Regions from separate parts of the Mus musculus genome. Here region 1 is linked to region 2. Evidence: chromatin contacts called from public HiChIP or PLAC-seq data. All regions are on one chromosome and are shown on one strand. The core of a region is the stretch at or near the end of the contact, and the rest is flanking DNA. Distances in the headings are between cores, read along the strand shown. Region 1 overlaps F5 (coagulation factor V). Region 2 holds the start of F5 (coagulation factor V).

Evidence for each region. HiChIP or PLAC-seq counts read pairs in DNA pulled down with a chosen protein or histone mark.
Region 1: a contact with region 2 is called in an H3K27ac HiChIP or PLAC-seq map of hepatocytes, with 2.2 times the contacts expected there. The contact joins the enhancer-like site here to the promoter of F5 in region 2. A contact is called at or near these places in 6 of 39 promoter capture datasets (HPC-7-derived erythroid cells, embryonic stem cells, hematopoietic stem and progenitor cells and 3 more), 3 of 484 Hi-C or Micro-C datasets (the AML12 cell line, the C2C12 cell line and nephron progenitors), 3 of 115 datasets of contacts at active chromatin or transcription factors (astrocytes, embryonic stem cells and hepatocytes) and 3 of 9 other capture datasets (adipose tissue, liver and pancreatic islet).

The regions. Positions count from the first base shown.
Region 1 is chr1:164,204,866-164,211,755 of GRCm38.p6, forward strand. It overlaps F5 (coagulation factor V), which reads left to right. Exons shown (of 25, transcript NM_007976.3): 17 at 1-96; 18 at 2,145-2,261; 19 at 2,987-3,058; 20 at 4,072-4,175; 21 at 4,598-4,753; 22 at 6,883-6,890. Among named protein-coding and RNA genes, the nearest start is that of Gm51287, 9.4 kb to the right of the region's middle. Within about 2 kb of position 3,751, at least 15 of the 459 cell types and tissues checked have an H3K27ac peak or open chromatin away from gene starts, as enhancers often do. A contact at or near this core is called in hepatocytes, where this site is marked.
Region 2 is chr1:164,150,563-164,157,514 of GRCm38.p6, forward strand. It overlaps F5 (coagulation factor V), which reads left to right and starts at 1,273. Exons shown (of 25, transcript NM_007976.3): 1 at 1,273-1,558; 2 at 3,764-3,852. The coding sequence starts at 1,401. Gm16548 (predicted gene 16548) reads right to left here and starts at 1,655. Exons shown (of 3, transcript NR_037987.1): 1 at 1,297-1,655.

The DNA.
Region 1 (6,890 bases), core at 2,501-5,000, 57 kb after region 2:
GCTCCCGAGATATTCACGTGGTTCACTTCCATGGCCAGACCCTGCTGGATAATAGGACCAAACAGCACCAGTTAGGCGTCTGGCCCCTTCTGCCTGGTAAAGATCTGAGTGATGGAAGAGGTCCCTGCTAAGGAATAGATGGGGCACCTGTAAGCGAGATAGGGCGCCATCTCTCTTTCTCTCCTTGTACATCTACCATTTAAGGAATCAGAAGAGAAGATCTAGATCCTGAGGCAAAGCTCTGTTTCCATGCTGTATACAGAACACAAAACAGATCTCCTATGAGCTGTGTGTAGGCACCTCGCAGGACAGATTTGTGAGCCCACTTGGTTCTACAGAGATTCTGTGTCCCATGCAGTTTCTCCTGTGTCTTTAGAATTAGATTTAAGTACATGACAAGATAAGTCACCAAGGCACAGGAAAAAAGAAACAGTTGCTATTGGGAGGTTGATTAGAAACTTAAATTGAGCTCTTCTGGATTCTTGTAATCCACTTCTGAAACCTTCACCCTGACTTTCTGAGGAAGTGACTCTGAGAATCATAAGCTTGAACAGATCCATGACTCTGGAGGGAAGGTACCTTTTAATGACTCTAAGAGCTGATGGGGTACTTAGAGCTTTGCATGTGAAAGTAGGAGGGTTAGTTTAGTGTAGATCTAAACAAACAGCAGTCATCAGTGAGGGTTTTGTTGTTGTGTCCCTAAGTTGTTTCCAGGGAGACCTGTTAGTGAAAGGGGTTATGAGGGCAAGATGCCACTGAAGACCTAAGACACTAGCTAGGATGCACATCTACTGCGACTTTACTCTCAGAGGCTTTGGATAGGCATAGGTCTTGGAGAGGAGAGCCAGGATTCTGCATCTCTTCCAAGGTCTGAGGATCTAGTGAAAGGCCATCTCTTTGCAGGAGTTAGGGTGAGGAAGTCAATGTGTGAATTGGTCTCATATATGGACATGGAGATAGTCATTGTGTGAATTGGCCTCATATTTGAATTTGGAGGAAGTCACTGTGTGAATTGATCTCATATGTGGACATAAAGGAAGTCACTGTGTAAATTGGTCTCATATGTTGACAAGGAGGAAGTCATTGTGTGAGTTGATCTTGTATGTGAAAATGGAAGTCCAGATGGGTCCATTTTACTAAGAAGACAGAAAAATGGCTTCTTGTTTGGTTCTTCCATGCCACTTTCTAAGAAATATAGAAAGTGATGTTCTGTTTAACTTCAGACACAGGATGGACCACCAAATTCAGCCCATATTTTCACAAGAGAAGAAGATGAGAAATCTTGCTCACTGTGTTTGAGATGAATAGTCATCCACTGTTAAGTTTTACCTTCAGTCAGGGACCTGGTCCTAAATTATATCAATGGAATTTAAGCATAGGATCAATTGGCAGAGTAGACATCAAGTGTCAGTATGAATAAGCAGAGGTTTTAGAAACATTTTCATTTTTTCTGAAATAATTTATATACATTTTTACCCATGTATGTACACTTTTAAGAGTATTTGAAACCATAAGGAAAGGATATTTTTATTCCTTACATATTAACATAGAAGAAGAGAGAAAGAAAACATATTTAATAGCCATAAAGTTGAGTAATTTTGAAACTTGGAACTGTACTTGAATTGTGTATGGGGTAACTTGTAACAGTACAGATAAATAAAAATTCCTTTTTAGGGGAGCTGATAGATTTTTTTTAATGTCTAAGTTATTTATTTGTAGCATTTTTTTCTTATTTGTCTGCTTGATGGTTTATTTGCTCAAAATAGTCTCCTGTATCCCCATACAGTAACAGATGGCTTTGAACTCCTGATCCTTCTGCCTCCTCCTATGAGCACTTTGATTAGCAGCATATACTAAGGTGCCCAGTTTATAGGGTTCTTGGTCAAAGTCGGGACTTTGTGAATTCTAGGCAAGCATTCTCCTGACTGTACCTCCCCACCCTAGTTTTGGTGATTTGTGGGTGCTGGTGCTGTAGCTGCTGTTGGGTTCATTTTCATCTGTAACAACCTCAAGAGAAATGCACCACTTTAATTAAAGTCTCCTACACATGGGATACAGGGACTTCAAGATTCATAGAGAGCTCCGTCACAACATTAATGTGTTAACCATCGAGTTTGTAATTTTGTCCTCACTCTCTATTTTAGGTTCATTTAAAACTCTTGAAATGAAGGCATCCAAGCCTGGCTGGTGGCTCCTAGACACAGAGGTTGGAGAAAACCAGGTAGCTGGCATGCAAACGCCATTTCTCATCATAGACAAAGGTATCACTTGCATGTTGTTTACGGGTGAGGGAGTGCCTAGTACTAGACTATTTCCAACTTCCAGATTGAAAGTAATCTGCAAGTGTGAAAATGTGAAGACGGGCTTTTTTTTCTGACCATTAAAAACATAACAATTATCTCTACAACCCTAACAAATAGGTCAAATATTCCATGACTGGGGAACCAATAGAAAGTGCCCTTCCTCCTAATTTGTGATCCATGGGAAAATATACATAAGAAAATCTCTAAGTTCCTAGAGTAGAGCAGAAAGAGTAATCAGAATTCTGCAGTAACAGGCAGTAATCTCTCCACTCATGAGCAGTTCTTGCCAAGCATCTGTCGACTACCAACTACAGTGCTCACATCCAGGTACCCATTATCTGGTATTTCTTTCCTTGAGCAAGATGTAAATAGCATTGTACTTTCCAGGTCAATGGCCAAGAGTGCATTCTTATGAGTAATAGTCCTTAATGTAAATAGTTTGCTTTAAAATACAACCAGATGGACATCAGCTTAAACATACTGTTTTAAAGACTCCAGTTATTTTCTGCTGTGTTAGTTACTATTCAGATAAGCACCAGTCTTGCTGAGTGTTTATCTCTTTCTAACTGGGCATATTAGAGTCATTATCATGGATGGTAAATGAAAATAATCTCTAGACATAGAGGTTTTACTTGTCATATGTAGTTTCTGAGCAAAAAGCATTTGTTTTTGTTTTTTCCTAGAGTGTAAGATGCCAATGGGACTAAGCACTGGTGTCATATCTGATTCACAGATCAAGGCTTCGGAATATCTGAGTAAGTATGGACATCATAGCCTGTGACCGGCCATGCCTACAGTCTCAGTATGCAACTCATAAAGCTATGCATGACAGTCATCTATGAGCCAATTCCTCTCTCTAGGCTTTCGTCTGCTATAGCTTAATGAAACAACCCCATTTATGGGGTTCCTCTGGAAGAGGAAGAAGAAATATTTCAGGAGCAAAAATCCTATTCATACATTTATCATTTCCACTTCTTGTGATGTGTATTGTTCCCAAAGGGCCTGTTCTAGGAAAAATCAAGAATTCAACTTTGCTGATATATCCGCCTAGGCAGCCCAGTAGCTCTACAGGGAATTGGCAGGGAATAAATAACTTTATCTTATGACCTTGTAATTATTTCCCAAATTCCGTTTATCTTACCTACATTGACTCACACGCAAAACCTCCAACAAGATTCACAGGGTTCTATCACCTAAGGAAGAGGGTCTCAATGTTTATGCTAGCCATTCATCTAGTCAAGAAACATTACGATCAAAGTATCTCTTAAAATTTTTTTCCTTCTGCCTCAAATCCCTTCCTGAGATCTAGAGGCTGTCATCAAAAGAATAATGAGGTTCCCACATATTCCTCCCAAGTCTTCCTGTTTGGTAGGCACACTCGGCAGTAGCCGTATCAACATAACTGAGAAAACACAAACATGACCTATGTGCTAGAAAGGGTGGATGATGGCTTACAACTGACTAAACATGGCCTGAAGCCAAGGTTTCATCACTGAGGACTAGCTTGGCAGCCAAAGTTCATGTCACCTGCCTGGTCTCATAACTATAGCATATAGGTCTGGTTCTCTGCTGTACTAAACTTATTTGAGAAGTTGGTAGTTTTCTATTGAGGGTGGGGAGAATTCTTCAAGCCAGACATGGTAGTATATGGTTGAGGCAGAAAAACAGTGAACTTTAGTCCTGCCTGGTCTATATATACAACAAGACTTTTTTTTTTTTCAAAAATAAATTAATTCACAAATTCCTTTTTTTCTTCTTTTGAATTTAGCTTATTGGGAGCCCAGATTAGCACGATTAAACAATGCTGGTTCATACAATGCTTGGAGTATAGAAAAAACTGCATTAGATTTTCCCATTAAACCTTGGATCCAGGTACGTCTAACTAACCTCATAATATTGGTTACGATGATGACAACACAGGTCGTGGGTTTAGTTGTTTCTTGAAATGGCAATGAAGGAAACAGCCCTGAGTAGATGTAGTTACTGTTCTCAGTGGTTGCTTTCTCATAATTGACAATGAGAGGTAGGTCAAGTAATTTTCAGTCTATGAAAGAAACCCCAGCAACAAAGGTGTCAACTGCTTTCCCAAAGTGCAGCACAGCTAGTCAGTGTCCACACTGACATTCAAGTTCAGATGTGCTTTGCTCAACTGTGGGCTGTACCTCGCCACTTAATGAATTTACTAAGACCTTGGGTATTCCCAATGCTAAAGAAAGCTGATTATAGCTTGAGTTACGGTAAGGTGTGACTCACTAACAAGGATGGTTCTGTTTACTCGCTTGACTGTGTTGCAGGTGGACATGCAGAAGGAAGTTGTAGTCACCGGGATACAAACCCAAGGTGCTAAACACTACCTAAAGTCCTGCTTTACCACGGAGTTCCAAGTGGCTTACAGCTCTGACCAAACCAACTGGCAGATCTTCAGAGGGAAGAGCGGGAAGAGCGTGATGGTTTGAGCACTCATTTCTAGCTAAATCTTAAGGCTCACGCTGGGCTTTCCATAGCAGTAGCCTTTCAAATTGCATTTCGGGGAGTTAGAAAAGTGAATGAATGGCTTTCTAAGGGTCTTAGGAAGTGAAAATGATAGTATGATGATGGGTCTGTACAATAAAAAAATCTTCAAATCTCTGCAGAACTTGAAAGGAAAAACATTGAAGCAAGTACCACTTCAAAACAGATTGGCAGCAGTATTCAGCGCAGTGTCCACCCTTGTTCAACACAGCCCCTATGCTAGGAACTGCTTGTGTCTGCAAAGGGTTTTGATTTTTCTATCACCTTTTACTTTGTTCTGTATCTCACACACCTTGATTTATGGTGATTGTGGACATCCATTGATGCTCTGAGGCACCGTCCTTCTCTGGCCACCTTAGAGGACATGCCAGAGGACTTACAGACTCCCGTCTGGTATTCCATGAGCCCAGACAAGATGCCTAGATCATTCCTCATTCCCAGGCTCCTCCCCCAAGAATAATATCCAAACACTGAGAGCCTGTCTGCCATGATTGCACAAACACCTTGAGTCTGTTTCTGTTGGTACTTTATGTAAATCAATCACTTTACCACGTGCTACTTTTTCTTTGCTGTCTTGACTGTTTCTAGTAGTGACATATTTGTAATGTAGCTTAGATAAAAATCACTAAAAAAGAAAATCCTAAATTCCGGTGCTTATCATATCAACCAGTAAGGGGAGAGAAAACTTGATAGCCATCAAAATCATGCCTTCAAGATTTTCAGATCCATATCTATGCAGGACTTCGGCATGTAGTTTGATGGTTCTGTAATTTGATTGTCTCAAGCTTTAATACCACAGTAATAGAAGACATGTAGATGCCTAGATCAATACTTCCTGTGAATCGGGAAGTATTCTTTTCTGTGTTCTGGATGTGATTTCTGAAGTCCATGAGAATAGCTTCATTCAGCAGAAATCACCCATAAAACTATCAGGACCTGAAAGGCACTTTGTGGGAAAATTTAAATTCAGTGTTTTTCATTAGCTGTTTGGAGGTTATCTGAATATCTGAATAGTCTATTTCATATTGGGTGATTTATGATACTTTGTGTGGCATTTAAAATATGAGTTGCCTTTTTTCTTTAAGTTGCTGGTCATGTGTGTAGGGTCTAATACTAGTTGTCCTCCAATCCTCCTGACATCAGAGAGTCAGAGTCTGTAGCAATGTTGCTTATGTAATCTCTGGTATCATCATTTTTCTCTTTTACTTTTAGATCAGGCCTGCTGCAGACTTGTCCATTTGTTTTCCCATCATTTCCAAGTGCCAATTCCTTTATTAAATTTTCTTCTGTGGCTTCAATTGTGCTCTGTCTTGCAGATCTACTCTTTGCTTCTGTTTTAAATGGACGTTTTACGATACTTCTCTGTGAGAGAAAGGGGGTGGGGCACAGCCTGATGACCGCCAGGTAGAGGTCAGAGTCCAGGCTCTCCCTGGACACCTTAGGAGGCATTGCTTCCCTTGGCTGCTGAGTAGATATAGAGTTCCACACTGGTTTCTCCTGACACAGCTGAGGGCTTCTTATTGGGAAGAGTCTGGAGCTCCTAGGATGGTTCTTGTACCACTTTTGTCCCAGGAGCCTCAAAGTCTAACCCTTTCATTATCGCCATTGCCTCTATGCTTGGCTTGTATCTGGGTGTTTGTTTTCCTGTGATAGTTGGATGGTTTACAACAGTTATCTAAGGAGAGTTGTGGGGTTTTTTTTCACCTATAAGACTGGAACATACAAAGTAAGCAAAAAGCCCCCCCTTGGGGGGCGGGGGGGGCAACACCATGTTATTCTTTGATTCCTGAGAGGCTTGGGTAGTCTGTTTTCTTCATGCCCTCTTTCCATCTTTCTTTTCTTCTTTTATGCATAGTCCCAAGTTTCTACATAACAGGAGGAAGGACAGGAAAAAGAGCATCAGCAATAGCTTCCTCGAAGTAGACATATCCACAATTAGTTTTTCAAACCAAATTAAATTGATCCCATTTCTATAAAGGAACCTTACAAAACTTGTTAGATGGGACTTTAAAAAAAATATGGTCAGTGTTTAGAGAATTGTTATTAATGGTTTTCTCTCTCCCTCTAGTATTTTAC
Region 2 (6,952 bases), core at 23-2,522:
TAATCTGAGCAGATTAAGTTCATGAAACGGAAAAGTCAACTGGAACCCAGAATCAGAGACAATGGCAGAAATTCTGACTTTAAAGAGCAGGGAAGCAGAAAGGGAAGGAAATCCGTGTGAGCATTCTTCCTAGTGTAGTTATGTGTGCACACATCTGCTAATTAATTACTTTTCAGTACATGGTCTCACTGCGTAGCTTAGGCTGATCTCAGGCCTCAAACTCACATTCCCCTGCTTCTAGCCCTCGTGTGCTGGGATTACAGGCATGTGCCATCATGCCTGACTCAAGAAGGGGCATTATAAACTGACTGAAGAATATCAGTGATGTGATCAGCAAAGAAACAGAAGCAGGAGTTGGGGGGAGGGGAGAAGGAAGGGAAGGGGGAGGGGTGGGGCAGGGGGAGGGAGAGGGAGAGGCTGCTGCGGAACCTGGATGGTACCAGATCACAATTTACTGGATGTGCTGGAAGCAGAAAGTCTGAGCAGAGACAAAGTTCTGGAGAATTCAGGGCAGGCCATCCTGCTGATTCAGGCATAATTCTCAGCTTTGCCACCAACAGAAAAATAAAATCTAAAACACCATGCCAAGGATACAGGAGAACGAGCAAAGACAAGATCATAGACTGTAGCTACCTAGGCCCTGGGGACTGTCCAGTTTACAACAGTTTGTCCCCTCCCAATAATAAGATCAAGGAAAACTAGAATTGCCATTCTTATTTTACAGATGTCAAAAGTATTTCTAAAGACATAGTTGGCCCCAGACCACACAGCTACTGACTATCTCAAATGAGTTCTCTAAACCCTGGTCTCGGCTACACTTGAGCTGGTGACAAGCCCTTACCAAGCGGTCTGTCCTAAGAGATTCAGACTGCTAACCTGTTGGTGGACCTGTCCTGAGGCTGTTTTCTGGTTACTGTGCAGTGCCATTTTCCTGGGATCTGAGGATGGGTGTTGGGTCTTACTAAGGCTTGCAGAAATCAGCTGACAAGCCTAAACTTTGAACCCCTACCCCATCCCCCCACCTCCACCCGCGCAGGTTAAGTGGGATTGCTGCTCCCACCTACGTTGAAGTGGGGGAAATGCTGCTTTGTGATGGGGCGGAGACCCTTGGGCACTGCTCCAGAGCCATAACCTCCAGCAGGCTTGCCCTTCCTTTCCCTCTACATTCCTTGTCTGGCATTCTCTCTAGTAAATGCCTGTGGCCACAGGGGGGAGTGACCTCAACAAGCCCCTGCCTACACTAGGCATAGAGGGAGGTAGGGTTAGACAGCCACCACAGGGGACAGGGACACTCACTGTGCCCTGCAGCTTCTTAGTCCTCCAGGGAGACAGATCAGCGCGCAACAGGGACAGAGCACTGAGCACTGTCGGTGGTGGCAGCGCGCGGCAGGACAAGGGCCATGCTCCTAGTCTGCCCGTGCTTCTTCCTCCTGGTGGTTCTGGGAACCCGCTGGGCGGGCTGGGGCAGCCACCAGGCAGAGGCCGCGCAACTAAGGCAGTTCTATGTGGCAGCTCAGGGGATCCTCTGGAACTATCATCCTGAGCCCACAGATCCAAGGTAACTGGGGGTGAAATCCAGGTGGGCTTCTTCAAGGAAGAAAATCTATTATAGTTGCAAGGGGTGGGGGTGGGCTGGGAGGAGGAGGAAAAGGAAAAGGAAGAGGAGGAGGAGGAGAGAGAGAGAGAGAGAGAGAGAGAGAGAGAGAGAGAGAGACTAATGTTGTGTGGGTGTAATTTTGTCTCTATGGACATAATTTATCATTTTGAGGATGTGGAAATTTCAATGTGAATGGTTAGCTGTGGCTTTCTTTCCAGGTGCAATCCCTAATCTGTTTTCCCCCCACGTTTGTTAGTTTAGTGTATTGATGGGTTGAAAGGACACACCTCCACAGCCCTCTTAGCCCTTCCTGTGCATTCGGCTTAAGCCTTTTGACAGTCTGCTTAAAAAAAAGAAAAAGGACCTTCTAGTTATATAATATTTATTCCTGTTAAACACAAGTTCATCTTCTAAAGAAAAAGATGTCAAAGCTGTCACCATGTACTTCATTATAAGGAGATTTTGTTGCCTTCCTATAAACGATTTTCACTGTGGGTTCAGAGGGAAGGGAAGGCACACTTGTATTTTCACTTTTCCTAGACTTACCCCTGGCTACCTAATGTGGCTTCATTTTTTCCTCTCATTTTGAGTTACTTCCTGGAATATGACTTATCCTGGGTATTTTGGTCTGCCCTGATTATTACCCATGTTAGTGAGCACATAAGGTAGTCATTCAAAGGCATGTCTAACTAAGAGGAGGCTTAAATAATATCAAACCTAACTTTGAGTTGCAGAATATATTTTGCTAACCTGCCTGCAGTTACCCAAGTCATAGATTCTACGTAGCACTTGCGACCACGAGTGTTTTTATTTTAAATGCTAAGCCTCGCTTACTGGTTGACGCATTTTTTTCCCTTTTAGTTGACATCAAAGTTTAAGTGATTGTGAAAGATGTGTTCCTCTTTTACAATTGCAAAACCAAAGCAATCAGCCAAAGAAAATAATGTAATATCTTGAAAGCAATGTGTAATGTTTTAGTATAAATGAATAATCAGCCTTTGAGTTTGCTGTTGTTGGTTCTGGGTTGTTTGGGAAGGCATTGTATTCAGTCTTGGTATCATGCTAGTGAGAAATATCACATCTAAATGACTTAAAGATTGCATTTTCAGAGTAATAATCTAGACCACACCCATACTCTTAGGAAAGTACCACTAACTGAACACCTCCACCCCACCCCAATCCCAAAAGAAAATAACATTATTTCCAACATCAATTTTGCTGCTTAGGGGCAGAGAACACAGACTTGTGTTCAAGTGACTGCATTCAGCCTGGGGTAAGGCAAAGGTAGGTTTGAGTTAACACAAGGTTAGAGATGAACAAATTCCGATCAAATGCACAGCATGAGGACTCTAGCTAACAACATTGCACAGGTCTTCCCCTGGTAAGGAAAGAGAAGTGGGTAAGTTACCAGTAGGGAAAACTGCTAAAGGAAGTTTCCCAGGGTCTTCATCCCTCCTGTGAAAGATGTAGTTATCAAGACACCTGACCTTGTTGACTCTAGACATAGAGACTGGAGCGGACACCTACTGGGTCAGCTAAAGCTGAGGAAATGGTTTAACCCTCCAGGATCTTTATCAGGAGGGTGTTTATCCTCTGCATCTTCTAAGGAAGCGCCTTTATCTTCCCAATGCAGGATTTTTTCTAATACAAATCCTAGAGTTTTGCCCTACTGCTGTCTTTGCTTTCCCAACTAGAGGCAGGCTCCATCAGATGGACACCAATTCACCACACCTTCTAGTCATTCAAAACCACGGAATGAAAGTGGAAAACGTTTCTAAATGATGTCTGATTCATCGACTGAGAAATGGTTCACATACACTTCTCAGTGACTTATATTTTTAATTTAGACCTGAAGTTCGAGTTTGTGTGACGAGCTTACCATCCTTTATAGAAAAAACTTGACTCTGAAGAGCAGACTTAGAGAAGCACTGGGCTTGTGTTCATGGGAGCATGCACACTGAGGCAGAATGTCTTTGAAAAGACCAATGATTATCCCATTGACTTCACTTGTGATCCAAATTTATAAAACCCTGGGCTTTGGAAATACAATAAATTACTGTCACTTTGCTCTTCAACAAAAATAGTCACATAGACACCTTTCTTTCTGGAATAGAAATAGATAGATATTATATGACTTTCAAGTTCGTTTCTGTACTTTATTTCCAGTTTGAATTCTATACCTTCCTTCAAGAAAATTGTCTACAGAGAGTATGAACAGTATTTTAAGAAAGAAAAGCCACGATCTAGCAACTCAGGTAAGCCTACAAAATATATTTTTTAAATTACTATTATATTGGTGTTTGGACCTAAAATCTAATAAACGCTAAGGAAAAAGAAAAAAAAAAAAAACCTCTACCACTGATCTATATCCCTGGTCTACATCTAAATTTTTATTCTGAGACAAGGTCTCTGGGGAAGACTATGAATTGTGATTTTTCTGTCTCGGATTCTCAACTAGATGGCATTATAGGCCTGTGCCACCAGACACAGCCTGTAGTTTTTATTTTAAATATAATTTTTCGTGGAAAATATTGTATTCTTTATACTTAAAGTATCTACATTGTGAACTGGTCAGATGGCTCAGTGGCTAAAGGTAATTGCTGCTAAGCCTGAAGACCTGAGTTCCATCCCCAGTTCCATGGTAGAAGGAAAGAATTTAATCTTTCAAGTTGGCCTCTGATCTCCACACATGCACCATGATACAAGCACACAAACACACCCCAAAATAAGTAACTAAATATTCATTTAGTTATCTTCCATTATAGGATATGTGATGTTTTTGTCAAACACCAGCAGTATAATATGTATGCTCAGACCCAGTGAGAATATGGGGCTCTTCAAATTATTGAGAATTTTGTAGATGGTGAAATCTAAACCAAACTGCAGTTTTTCTGAGCATGGGGTAATGTGGAATTGAACAGGTCACATGTTACACAGCCAGCCATGCCTTTAGCCTCGGTCAATAAAGCCAAACAAAAAGTTTCAGTGTTTCACTTTGTGTTTATTCATCTAGCAAACCACAGGTGAGCACCTTCTGCGGGCTTGACGGTGAATTAGGCACTATGAGCAAGCACAAGAGTAGACAAAGTAAACTTAGACTTTCCTTAGTTGGCTAGGCACTGGTGTGCCCTAACAGAATGAATTTGCTATTGTTTCTATCCAGCTTCCTGTACCCATTCAAAGGAGCTACATAGATTTGATCCTCTGCTTTTCCAATAGCTATGGCATTTGAAGGAAACCTCTCTTCTTTCTTTCTTTCTTTTTTTTTTCTTTTGTGCTTCCTTAATCAAACACTAACTTATTGAGGGCTCTGAGATCTTAACTATACGAACCTATTTCACAGGAATGACAGAGGTCATCTCCAGGGAGAGCATCTTCCAGTTGCATTCTTTACCATTAGTTTGCTCACCTTCTCCCAGCCTGGTGATGATCTGTTATCCATCCTAGGCTCATCTCCTGCCTCTTCTCCTCCCCCACCCCTTCCACCTCCTGCTCTCACCTTTGTCCTCTGGTCTCTTTCACTCTTCAGTTCTTCCTCAAATCAAATCTTTTCCTTCTGAAAAAAAAAATCACCAACAGAATATTTTTCAGGTAAATCTTATCTAGAAAAATGAAAATATCTTTCTGTTCCTTTACCACTCTCTCTCAATGCCTCCACTCTTCCCTTGCTCTCCAAAGTCAGCCACAACTGTGGTTTTTACAGCTACTTACCCAGGAGCCATGTCCTTTAGGACAGAGCTTGGATTCCCACCCTAGCCTGGCTCAAGTACCTTTTCTCTCTTCTGTATACTCCCAGCACCCTGAACTTGCGCTTGCCTGTTAGAGATGCTGTGAGGTTTAACGAATACAAAGTACTTATCCTATGCTCAAACATGACAAGAGCTTAGCAGAAGTTAGCTACATTATTGTTATTGCTGCTATTCCAGTTATGAATTAGGTCTCCATGAGAGCAGGCCTATCATAATATCGTTGATATGTCGACACAATATTTTTGCTCATTTTTATCTTCTTGTGCCTTATAATTTGTATATTTATTTACTTTTAAATAAAGACAGTTAAGTATTCTGTTAATGATCGCAACCTAGGAACGCCACCTCTGAGGCTCCGTAAAGGTGAATTCTGACTTTCCGTCATCTGTCAGCTGGTAGAGATGACTGCGAATGGAACATTATAGCACAGTGTTAAGGAAGAACAATACAGAACAGTCTCCACTTTAGTGGTGAGGAGAGAGAGAAAACCGGGATTGGGAGGCCAGACGTGGGTGTGGGTTGGGTATAAAGATGCATTTTAGAACAGAAGTGGAGAACATGAGGGTTTAGATCAAAGGTTCCCAGCCTCTGGGTTGAAACCCTTTAGGGATTAAATGACCCTGTCACGGGGGAGACTATCAAAAAACACAAATATTTACATTATGATTCATAGGAGTAGCAAAATTACAGTTATGAGGTCGCAATGAAAATAATTTTATGGTTGGGGGGGTCATTACAACATGCTGAACTACATTAAAAGGTGAAAGCTTTGTCTTGAGGGAAATAGAGGGACACTGAGATCATTTAAATGGGAGAGAGTAGGATCCAGGTTAGCATTTTAGGTTCTGCTTTCAATATTGCTCTATGAGTGTGAACCAACTGCAATGCCACACGTGTAGGAAAATGCCATCATAAATGCCATTGTTCCCCATGCTAACTGAAAATTAATTAAAAGCTTTGTTCTCTCCAAATCTGGAAGCTGGATTCGCGGGCAGAGAAAATGGTAATGTGGCTTTGGTCCCAATCCAGGAAACAAGACAGCAGGGAAGCTGGGGTGGAGAACATTAAATGGATTCCAAAGATACTTAGGAGCTAAAATCAGCCAAACAGGTAGTTAATTGGATGGAGACAAGAGAAGGGAATTATGACTGACATCAAAGTTTCTGGATTGAGTAGTAAAATGTAGAATGTACTGTGTACAATGTAGAATGTGCCATTCAATGAGAAAGAGAACTGAAAAAAAAAAAAAGAAGAAGGATGCTTGTTTGGGAAGATAATGAGGTCAGATTTGGAGTCTGGGGTAGAATGTAGAATGTCTACCTAGTGTTATCAAAGGAGCAGGTGGGTATAGGAGTTTTGCTTTTAGGTAGGAGAACTGAGCTAGATAGATACAAATATTCAGGAGACATCATAACCAGGTTACAAAGGAAGCTCTGAGGGGGACACACAAGATCACTCAAGGGAAATATAATGAGAAGAGGAGGCTATAAACAGAGCTCAAAGGAGCAACAGAGTCCAAGGGATAAGCCAAGAAAGCAATGGTCACCAAAAAGCTTAAGAAAGTCTTCCTAGAGAGGGTGGAGGAGAGGTGGAGGCTGAGATTCCC